2 separate regions of the Mus musculus genome follow, and region 2 is linked to region 1. A link is a contact called in public promoter capture Hi-C data. All regions are on one chromosome and are shown on one strand. The core of a region is the stretch at or near the end of the contact, and the rest is flanking DNA. Distances in the headings are between cores, read along the strand shown. Region 1 holds the start of Rxrb (retinoid X receptor beta). Region 2 holds the start of Notch4 (notch 4).

The links. Promoter capture Hi-C pulls out the DNA fragments that hold promoters and counts their contacts.
Region 2: a contact with region 1 is called in a promoter capture Hi-C map of embryonic stem cells, with 4 times the contacts expected there. The contact joins the promoter of Notch4 here to the promoter of Rxrb in region 1. A contact is called at or near these places in 5 of 39 promoter capture datasets (the 3T3-L1 cell line, embryonic stem cells, hippocampal neurons and 2 more), 8 of 115 datasets of contacts at active chromatin or transcription factors (embryonic stem cells, fetal liver, large pre-B cells and 2 more) and 2 of 9 other capture datasets (adipose tissue and embryonic stem cells).

Annotation. Positions count from the first base shown.
Region 1 is chr17:34,028,978-34,034,691 of GRCm38.p6, reverse strand. It overlaps Rxrb (retinoid X receptor beta), which reads right to left and starts at 2,880. Exons shown (of 10, transcript NM_011306.4): 1 at 2,469-2,880; 2 at 1,648-1,865; 3 at 981-1,137; 4 at 491-670. The coding sequence starts at 2,694. It overlaps Slc39a7 (solute carrier family 39 (zinc transporter), member 7), which reads left to right and starts at 3,002. Exons shown (of 7, transcript NM_008202.2): 1 at 3,002-3,868; 2 at 3,958-4,126; 3 at 4,271-4,324; 4 at 4,438-4,602; 5 at 4,709-4,846; 6 at 4,986-5,182; 7 at 5,624-5,714. The coding sequence starts at 3,434.
Region 2 is chr17:34,560,899-34,566,612 of GRCm38.p6, reverse strand. It overlaps Notch4 (notch 4), which reads right to left and starts at 2,318. Exons shown (of 30, transcript NM_010929.2): 1 at 2,104-2,318; 2 at 1,231-1,312; 3 at 845-1,140. The coding sequence starts at 2,167.

The sequences.
Region 1 (5,714 bases), core at 1,631-4,130:
TTGGACCAAAATGAGCTCTAAAATATCTCTTAGAATTCCAGGAGTCAGCTTTGCTTAGAGACAGAAGGAGAGACACCAAGTCCCGACCTCTTCAGTGATTCTGTAGTTTAACCAGGTCCAAGGAAAGACTGGGAGACTAGGGAAAGAACATGGCATCAAAAGAGGGAAGGGCTGTGTGCAGTGGAGGAGAGGAAACAAAGACCCATGAGGAAAGAGGTCACCTCGCCCTAGGGCCAAACTCTGCTGGGAGGTGGATGAACCCTGAGATGCAACCATGAAGACAGAGACAGAGACAGAGACACTGAGAGGTACCAAGCTGTGGAGGACAGGAAAGAGAAACCCAACTGCGCCCCCTGGAGGAGAAAGTGAGCAAAGTCCCAAGATATGGAGGCCATGGGGCCCTCAGCAGTCTCCCCTGTTCCTCCTCAGGGCTCTCCCACAGGGTTGGAGAAGGGCCTGTGACTGAGGCCTGGCCGGGGCAGGCCCTTACCCTCCCTTTTCATGCCAGTGGCCAGGCACTTCTGATAGCGACAGTACTGACAGCGATTCCGCTGGCGCTTGTCCACTGTACAGTCTTTGTTATCACGACACGAGTAGGTCAGGTCCTTCCGAATGGTGCGCTTGAAGAAACCCTTGCAGCCCTCGCAGCTGTAAACCCCATAGTGCTTGCCTACGAGAAAGGTTGGCAGTTAAGACAGTTTTGTGGAGACCTCCTTCTTAGGGAGTCTCTTACCAATCTGCCCAGAGAGGGAACATAGTCTAAATCCTTCCTGTGTTTCATCCAAAAAGGTGACTCAGTCTTCGGTGACCAGAAACCATGTAGCACCCCCACTCCTACCCCTCTCCACATCTGATATGAATCTAAAGGTCCCATAGGCCTCCTTGCTCTGACCAGCCTCAAGAACCCTTGGGAGCCCCATAGGCAGTGGTAAACAGCCCCGACGTGCTTTTTTCTTCTACGGCTGTGCTGAGCCCCATACCTGAGCTTCGGTCCCCGCAGATTGCACAGAGCCGTTTGCCAGCCCCAGGACCACCTGGAGGGGGTGGACAGTGCAGGCCCCGGACCCCTAAGACCGGTGGCTTCACATCTTCAGGGGGGCCAGACCCACCCCCAGGGAGCGACACTGTGGAGTTGATCTGGGATGGGGGAGACAGGGAAGTCACAGGAGACTCTCATATGTCAGGCAAACCACTTCCTGCTTGTGAGCAAGCCCTGTACTATTCCAGAAGGTACTGGGGACACTACTGTCTAACGTAAAGGGCCTTCCTTGCACGTGACACCAAGAGTGATGTCCACCCTTCTGTAATTGTGCTACAGTGGCCCTGAAGGGCACAGGTCTTAGAAGGGCAGGCATATTGAAGCGAAAAGGGCAGCAAAGCCACCGTGAGCTGAACAGGACATCAAAAATATTCCCTGCAGGCTTAGGGTTTGTTTTCAAAACAGAGCTGATGAAGCATGCACCCCCACAGACCACCCCCTTCAGGAAGAGCAAGGGGTCCGAGACCACAGGCTTGCTATGATTAGAGAACTAGAAAGATCAACGGGTTTTGGGGAAGTTCACCCAAAGATGGGGAGTGGGGGTGAGAAGTTGAGAACAAGGAACTGAAGGCACAGTGGCAATAAGCAGGCCACAACCTCTCTCTCACCTGAGGGCTGCTGACAGGCCCGGAGAATCCTGGGGGAGCCGGAGGGGGCAGACCAGGGGACCCCATGGAAGAACTGATGACTGGGAAGGGGGAGCCCAGTGGCGGGGGTGGCATTGGAGGTGGAGGTGCTGAAGGGGTAAGAGGTGGGCCAGGAGGAGAAGACGGACGGATCCCCTGAGAAAGGGGATTTGGGGAGGAGCTGTCTGGGCTTCGGGAATCTGAGAAGTGGGTACGTACAAGGCAGACACACACGGACAGGAGAGACAAGAAGAGAAAGTGAGCCTTTTGATCATCCAAATGGACACTTTAATTCTCCCTGACCCACCACAGCCCGCAACCCTGGAGTTCAGAAATACCAAGTGGCCAAACAACAATTTCACTTCTAATAGTCGTGAGAGGAGGCGGTTGACAAAAAGGGAGGCAGGTCAGGCGGGGCTACTGGGTCATCCCAAGCTGACCTCGGGAGGGGGGGCTGTGAAGCAGCACGTGGAGGTGTAGCAGCGAACCCCTCGTCCAACCCCAACTTAGAACATTCGGGGCAAAGAGTATGGCAGAAATACCCGGTCCCAGAGCGTAAGCTCAGCCTTCGAATGCCCAGAGTCCTCCAGCCCACGGGGAACGGTGTCCTTCCCACGCCCGAGACCGCGCACGCAGGCCCCGCCGCGGGCCCGAACCTGAAGGGCGGAAGCTCCCCCGCCGCGCCCCGCCCCGGGGGAGGGCGCTGGGCCTCGGGACGTCGAGGGCGCGTGTTTACAAACAAGGGGGCGGGAGCGCGGGGAGGGGGCGCGAGGGGCGCCGGCCCGGGCCCACGGGACACTCACCCCGCCCGCTGTCGCCCATCCCGTCCCGGCCAGCCTCCCCCGGCTCCGGCTCCAGGGCTTGCTGCTCTCCGGCCGCCGCCGCCGCCGCCGCGGGATCCAGCCAGGGCCGCCGCCGCCGCCACCGGGACGCGACCCCACAATGCATCTCTTTTCTCACCCCCACCGGCCCACACTGCCCCGCGGCATGCCGCGGCGGGAGGAAGGGCGGACGAGTGGCCCAAGACATGACGCCCGGGCCGAGGGCGGGGAAGCCGGAGAGGCGCCAGGGACGCGCAGGGGGGACAGCGGGGGACTCGGGGGCCGCGACGAAGCCGCGGAGGCGAGCAGGCCGCGGCCTGTGGCAGCGCGACTCAAGAGCCGCGCTCGGCTCGGCACTGAGATGACAGCACCGGCGCGGCCGCCATCTTTGTACAGACGGGAAGTCTCGCCTTGAGCTCCCGCCCCTTCGCCGAGGTGGAAACGGAGGAGGCGGTGCCCGCCAGCCCGCCGTCCCCTCGGATAACCCCCCAGCTCTGCGCATGCGTCCTGACGCCGTGGCCGCGCCGCCCTCGGGGCGCCGCCATGTTGGTAAAGGTATCGGGGCGCAGGCAAGAAAGGGAGCTTCCGGATCTCGCGGGAGCTCGAGGCGTGAGTGCCACGTCCCAGCAAACCGAGAACCGAGAGGATCCCGGAGCCGGTGAGAGGTCCCTGCTGCTCCCTTACGGCGCTTTCCAGGCCTTTACCCCAACCAGTGGGCCATAGAGACGCGGGCCCAGAGAGACCGTAAAGTTGCTGATCAAAGGCTAGAGCGGTGTCGGGGGTGGGGGGCTGCATCCAGGAAGGGTGTTGGGGATGAGGTGGACCGGCCTTGGGGACAATGTAAGAGCGGAGCAAGTAGTATAGAGGAAGGGCTTCAAGGGACGCGGATCCCGAATAGGTAGATTGAGAGTCAAGTCGAGTCGTCTCTTGTTCCTCCGGTCAGCGTGATGACCATGGGCCTGCGGGCCCCCCACTGGGTGGCTGTGGGACTGCTGACCTGGGCGGCTTTGGGGCTGCTGGTGGCCGGACACGAGGGTCATGGTGACCTGCACAAAGATGTGGAAGAGGACTTCCATGGCCACAGTCACGGGCACTCACATGAAGATTTCCACCATGGCCACAGCCACGGGCACTCGCATGAAGATTTCCACCATGGCCACGGCCACACTCATGAAAGCATCTGGCATGGGCATGCCCACAGCCACGACCATGGACACTCACGTGAGGAATTACACCATGGCCATAGCCATGGCCACTCCCACGATAGCCTCCACCACGGAGGACATGGACATGCCCATCGTGAACATAGCCATGGGACTTCTAGGGAGGCTGGGGCTCCAGGCATCAAACACCACCTGGACACTGTCACCCTCTGGGCCTACGTGAGTCGCCAGGGGATGTGGGGAAGAGGGACTGGTTCTTAATCGGTGGGAAGCTCCATCTTTGCCTTCTGATTGTGCTTCTCCACCAGGCACTGGGGGCCACAGTGCTGATCTCCGCAGCTCCGTTCTTCGTGCTGTTCCTCATCCCAGTAGAATCTAACTCTCCCAGGCACCGCTCTCTGCTCCAGATCCTGCTCAGTTTTGCTTCCGGGGGGCTCCTGGGTGATGCGTTCCTCCACCTCATCCCGCATGCCTTGGGTAAGTAACTTGTGGGCTCCGCCTCAAAGGCTTAAGCGGTTTTGTTCTTTCTCTTTAATGATCCCAGATTTTCCGGTTGTCTTCAAACACACATCCCCTGAGCCAGGCATTCCCTCATCAAGCCTTTTCTCCCACTTCCCGCAGAACCTCATTCTCACCACGCTCCAGAGCAGCCTGGACATGGACACTCCCACAGTGGTGAGAAAAACCAGGGACTGGTGTGCTGGGAAAGGGCAACCTCTCCATTCCCATGCTTCGCCTCTTACACTTGAGTCTGCGTCTCCCTTCATGCTTTACTGCCTCCGTTCCAGGCCAGGGCCCCATTCTCTCTGTGGGGCTGTGGGTTCTCAGTGGGATTGTCGCCTTCCTCGTGGTGGAGAAATTTGTGAGACACGTGAAAGGAGGACATGGACACAGTCACGGACACGGAGACAGGCATGCGCATGGAGACAGTCACACCCATGGAGATAGACATGGTGAGCCCGCGTTGCCTGCTCTGTAACACACTCAGGGTCACCCTGTGGAGCAGGACACATGCGAAAGCTCTGTTCCCCACTCTGATCAACTCCTGTTCTCCCTCAGAGTGTTCTTCAAAGGAAAAGCCCAGCACAGAGGAAGAGAAGGAAGTGGGCGGGTTGCGGAAAAGGAGAGGAGGAAACACTGGGCCCAGAGATGGCCCGGTGAAACCTCAGAGCCCTGAAGAAGAAAAAGCAGGCTCAGGTAAGGGATGAGCTGATGGGTTGGCTGTGGGTGTGTGGGTGACGGTGGGAGTCTAGGAAATGGGGGCGAGGGGGGGGCTGTATGTGAACCGGCTTGATGGACACCCTCAATCATTTTTGTCTTGTCTCTTTGCAAAAAGACCTGCGTGTGTCTGGGTACCTGAATCTGGCTGCTGACTTGGCACACAACTTCACAGACGGTCTGGCCATTGGTGCTTCCTTTCGTGGGGGCCGAGGGCTAGGGATCCTGACCACAATGACAGTCCTGCTGCACGAAGTGCCTCATGAGGTTGGGGATTTTGCCATCCTGGTCCAGTCTGGCTGCAGCAAGAAGCAGGTTGGTGCCGACTGCCCATCCTTGGTTCCTAACAAGCTACACTACAGTGAGCCGTTTAGAGTCAGGGAAAGTCGTGCCTTTACCTCTTGCTCTGTTTTACGCTGCAGTCCTCACCTGTGTATAGTTCTTTGATGGCTTAAGGTTCTCAGGAGATGTCTGTTCTAGTACTCCCTCCTCAACCTGGCTGTTTTGGGGGGCTGCGGGCCTTAGGTGTGGTCCTGAGGCAGAGTCATTGACTACGTATTAGCTATCGAGGGAGCCCCAGGCGACAGCTATCTGACTGCTTCCTGGAGCTGGTGTCTGGGACCCAGATTCCTGTCCTCGTGCTTGTGCAGCAAGCACTACCTGTGGGTCCTTCTCCCCAGACCCTCCTTTCCTTAACACTGCTCCCACCTAATTTTAGCTGTCGACAGTCATATCTTTCTCTTTTCTGCCCACCAGGCGATGCGTCTGCAACTCGTGACTGCAATTGGAGCATTGGCAGGCACTGCCTGTGCCCTTCTCACCGAGGGAGGGGCAGTGGACAGTGACG
Region 2 (5,714 bases), core at 1,069-3,568, 530 kb before region 1:
TCTTTTGTTTCTCTCCTTCCATGGTATTGTGTGGATCCCACAATTGAACTCAGGTTGCCAGGGTTGGAAGCAGGTGCTACCTACGGAGCAGTCTTGCTGGCCCGACTGTCCCGTTCTTTACTTTTTTCCATTTTACAGATTTTTTTTACATGTTTACGAGTGTTTTGCATATGTCTGTATGTCTGTGCACCACATGTGTGCCCAACACCTGCAGTGGCCAGAAGGTATGTCTTTGAGGGAGTTTACAGATTGGGAAAATTGAAGTGGGGAAAGCTACTCTGAATGTGGGCAGCACTATTCCCGTATTGCTGTTCCGGACTTGCATAAAAAGCAAGCAAGCCGTGTACCAGCACTTATCTACGTCTGTGTGCTAGTTAGTTGTGTCTACCAATTTGCCACAACCCAGATCACCGGAGAAGAAAGCCTCAGTTGAGGAATTGCCTAGGTCAGGTTGCCCTGTGGGCTTGTCTTTGGGATCCTCTAGACTGATAATTGATGCAGAAGGGCTCAGCCCACTGTGGGCAGCACCATTCCCTATGCGTGGCATCATTCCCTAGGTGAGGGTCTCAAACTATGCATGGCAGGAGAACGCTAGATGAGACCAAGCAAGCAAGGGTGTTGCCGTTCTCTCTGCTCTTGACTGTAAATCTTGTATGATCTGGCAGCTTTGGGTTTCTGTTCAATATTAGGCTGTCACCTCTACCAGGACTTCCCTACCAGGATGCTGAACCCTCAGACCTTGAGCCTGGATAAAGCCTTCCTTCCTTCAGGCAGCTACTGCCATTGTGGGGAGTTGAGTCACAGCAACAAGAATGACTTACAGGCTCCTCCTGATTGTACTTACCTGTCCACCCAGGCTCGCAGGAGCACTGTGGGCGGCCTGAGGCCTGAACATAGCAGTGACCCCCGTTGGAACAGAAAGAAGGTGGACAGAGCTCTTCCAGATGGGTTTGGCATCGATCACCGGTGAAGCCAGAGGGGCAGGTGCAGGAGAAGTGAGGGGTCAGTGGAGAAGTAGGACTACGGGAGCTTGGGGGTGTGGGGAGCAGGGCTTGGCAGCTGCCACCATTCTTGCAGAGTTGGGTATCCCTGCAGGGGTCAGGAAACTGGCAAGTCTCACCCAGAAATCCAGGGGCACACCTAGGGGTAGAGGGACATTTCAGGCCAGTGATTCCCCCTCCTCCTCCCCGTCCTGTCTCCCCAGGTCCCGCTCCTATGATGCACACTCACTGGCAGATCCCTTGTCCCCGAGATAGCCTCAGGCAGGTGCCTCCGTTGGCACAGGGCTCTGGGGATCCTCCACACAGAAGCTCTGGAGAAGAGACTGGAAGATGAGATGGAGCCCAGGGTCCAAGGGTCTCCAGATGGCTTGCCCTTCCTCCACCAGGTCCTCCTTACAGGCCACTGACCAGCAGCTCAGCACTCCCCCACCCCATGTTACCCAGGTGCATGGTGCTCTATCATTCTCTCTCTCTCCTTCACACCCCAGTCCCAGTCTCCACAGGGTCCCCTTGTCCCAGCCTTGTCCCAGGCCTTCCATTCATAGCTTGTTATTCTTCCCACCCCTTTCCTGTTTATTCTCCAGTCTCCCAAGTTCAGCCCAGCTCCATCCCCCGGAAGCAGGGCAACAGGGCTTAGGAGGGAGCCAAGAGCGCTCCTGGGATGTGAATGGCTGAGACACCTAAGGGATTTCCTTCAGGAAAGGCCAGCAATGAGCCACTGGGGTTGGGGACATCTGGACAGAAAGGGAGCCGGTGGGCTCTTCTCTGTCTCCATCTCTTGCTTCTCACTCCTCTCTTCCCCATATCAGGCAGTCCATTTTTTCTCCTGTTTGTCTGTCTGTTCCTCTTACTTCAGAACCAGCTGGCTTCTCCCTGGGCATGGACACCCTCCTTCCCACCCAACAGCAGGCACCACCCCTAGCACCAGGCACAAACCTGGGTCTCCTGTAGCCCCGGAGTCAGTCAGCCCTCCCTGCAGGTTGTCCCCATTAGAGGGGACAGAATCTCCTCCCTCCAGTGTCCTTTCAGAGCCTGGGACTTGGCTTTCTTCCCTGACCTCACCAAGCATCTCCCCAAGAGAGATATGCCCCCACCCCCTCACCTCTGGTCAGGATGACAGGGAAATTGAGTGGCAAGAGCAGCAGCAGCAGCAACTGGGGCTGCATTCCAGAGCGCCTGCCCCTGGCCCGGATCTCCTCTCCCTCTTCAGGCAGGGACCCTCAGAGCCCTTGTGGCCAGGCAAGGCCACCTCCTCTGCCTCTACCGCCCTTCTTCCTCCTGAGCCTGCTGCACGCCTCAGTCTGAGCTGTTTCCTGAGTCACACAATGTCCTGGACACCCTACTGATGGGGGGTGGGGGGAGCGAGAGGTTGGTGTGTGTGTGAAGGAAGACAAGGGAGAGTAAGAGAGGGGCGTGGCTGGCCGGGAGGGGAGCTGGTTTGCTCTTAGGGCCCAGGGTGGGGGGTCAGCCAAATGGGGGAGTTCCTGTCATTTTAATGGTCAATACGGCTTCCTTTTCACAGGACTGGGAGTGGCAAGGGAATGCTACTGTGACCCAGGAAGGGCAGGTCTTAGACAGAGGTGTTGGGACAAGGGGAGGATTCTCAGTTTCTGGTGTGACACACCCTCTTTTCAAAGGAGCAGCAACGTGTCTTGAACTGAAACCGGTCACTTTGGCAAACCCAGGGGATCTTTAGACCTTTCCTTGGCTCTTTCTGGGGGTGTTAGTTTTTTTTTTTTTTTTTAAAGATTTATTTATTTATTTATTTATTTATTATATGTAAGTACACTGTAGCTGTCCTCAGACACTCCAGAAGAGAGAATCAGATCTTGTTACGGATGGTTGTGAGCCACCATGTGGTGGCTTGACCTTCGGAAGAGCAGTCGGGTGCTCTTACCCACTGAGCCATCTCACCAGCCCGGGGTGTTAGTTTTTTAAAAAGGTATTTTGAGACAAGATCTCACTGTGCGCAACATCCTGGCTGTGCGAATCGTCCTGGCTGGCCTGGAACCTGTGGGATCCTTCTGCAGCTGCCACCTGGGTGCTGAGGTTACAGGCACATGACTCCATGCCTGGCTTTTTCCTGGGGAGTGGACAGGACGCTGGGCCCTCCTCCGAGTGGAGACGGAACCCAGGCTTCCCGTGTTCTACACTGATACTTTACCACGAGTCTGGAGGCTTGGCCTTCCTTCAGAGAGGAATGTAAAATATTGTCATTACCAATAACAAAGGGACACTCTATTTCATCCACCTCTACCTCTCTCCTCCACAAAGGATGCTGGGGTACAGTCAAGATGTTAGTCAAGACATAAAATTTAAGTCATCTATAAAAAAAGACAACCATAAAGGGAATTCATTACCCCCAAAAGTTCATGCTACCTCCTTTTATCTTTATTAAAAGCAAGCAAGCAAACAAACAAACCCAACCAACCAACCAAATAAAAAACAAAAACACAAAAAAAACAAAAAAACCTCAACTTTGGACAAGGTCTCATTCTGTAGCCCAGGCTGGCCTGGAACTCACCAGGTAGTGGAGGCTAGCCTCAAACTCACGAGCATCCTGCCCCAGTCTCCTAAGTGCTGGGATTACAGTGTGTGCTATAATGCCCAGGGCTCACTCTCCCTGAGGACCCAGCACAGCTTTGGAGTCAGCCATTCTTGGAGCTCTGCAAGCTCTAGGTACGGCCCAGGGTGGAGGAGCTGTCTGCAGGAGCAGGTTGCTCAGCCTCGAGCAGTCCTGGAAGCTGCCTGCAGTAGGATCTGCCTGCTAGGAACACTGACAGTGTGCCCCCACCCCCACCAGGCTGGCCTTGAACTTGCTGTGTTGGTGAGGATGACCTTGAACTCCTGATGCTCCTGCTTCCATCTCCTAATTGCTAGGATTACTGCTGTGCACCGATGTCCCCTTTGTTTACACTGCATTGGAAATCAAACCCTGAGCTTCATGCACCCTGGGCCAGTCCTGGTTCACTGAGCCACTACACACACACACACACACACACACACACACACACACACATATGAATATATATATATTCATATATATGTGTGTGTATACATATATACTATTATATAATATATATATACTATATTATATATAATCATATAATATATATTATAATATATAATCATATTTAGCCTTATATTGGGAATTTAGTCAGCTATTTGGTTTTACAGATGGCTCTAAACTTTGAGACTGTCTGATGTTTGAGGTGTTTTGGGGGGATGTTTGGTATCAAACCTAGGGCCTCATATGTGATAAGCATGTGCCCCACTACAGAGCTAACTGCACCCCCCCCCCCCCATCACTCTTAACCGCTTGCCTAGGGCTCTACCATATAAGCCCTAGGTCACTTCAACTAGTTTCCTATTGAGACTTGTCAGAGAGGGCGTCCGTTTTCAACAGGATCAACTGTTTTGCAGGAACTAGAGCTTACACATCTGTGTGGTTGCCTGCTTTCTTAGGCTAACTGGGAGTAAACTCATGAGCCTACAGATGACCATGGAATGAAAACTTGGTCATTAAGCCTTGGCAGCATCCTCCAGCAGACAGTGCAGGACTTTCTATTCCAGTGAGTAATGTCTGCGTATGTCTTACTGTTGCCAGATCTCCAGTTCTTGCTCTTCATTCGACTTCTTGCCACAATGTCTCTTTGTTGCTTCAAAATTGCAGTTGTGCTGGTTAAGGCAGGAGGACTGGAATCTAAGGCCAGCCTGGGAAGACTTCATCTCAGAATAGTGTTTTTTTTTTTTTTTTTTTTTTTGTTTTGGTTTGGTTTGTTTTTTTTTTTGTTTTTTAATTAAACTGCGGACAACCCCACCCCATTTTGTTAATTAGGGTTAACATTGTTTCACATGTGTGACAGTTTTCGTGTCTCTTGTGCATTTCCTGTCTGTTCTTTCAGCCCATTGTCCTCAAGATGTGTCATTTTCCCATAGCAGGCCCTAGTTGAGGCAGCTGCGATCTGGGAATATCCTGTGTGAGCAGTCCCTGCTTTCCTGTGCCTGGTTTGCAGATCTGGGGCACCTGGTGTTGGCCGAGCAGCAAAGTGAAACCTGGAAGAGACACCTGGTTTCTGGAGGAACCACCAAAGCTCAGTGGGAAGAGACAGCTTCACATCACTTAGAAGGGAGGCTGGAGCTTGTGAGAAAGGAGAAATGGTAACGCAGACAGGGAAGTGGTGATGCAGAAGGGGAAGCAGGGGTGGGTGGGGGAAGGGCTGTGTGTGTGGCTGCGCAGGGCACTGCTCACTTTATCCTGCCGGAGGCGAGGCACCTGCTCAGGCTGCCTGTGCTGCTCTGGTCCCGGTAATCTCCCAGGGCTCAAAGTGGGCATCTCTCAGAGCGCTTCCTTCTCTTTCCAGCTTCCGAGATGGACACTGATCAGTTGCCTGGGGAACATGATCTCTGTAACGAGGTAGCGAGGTAGCGGGTGTAGTGAGGTACAACCCTCCCCAACCCTCCCCCCCCCCTTCCGCCTTACCCCTCAGACTTGGGCTTTCCTTTCATTGTATATCCCTGGAGAAGGATAACTGTGTCAATCGTTCATTCACACCTCAGCTGTAGGAACTTTCCACATAAGGAAGGACAGCGTTCCTGTGCGTGTTTCCTGCCATGAGTACCTTTCTCGGCCCAAGTTTGCCTTAGTCTAGGCCCTTCATTGCCACCCTGATCCAAACTAGAACCCCTCCGGTGTTCCCATCCCTTACCCCT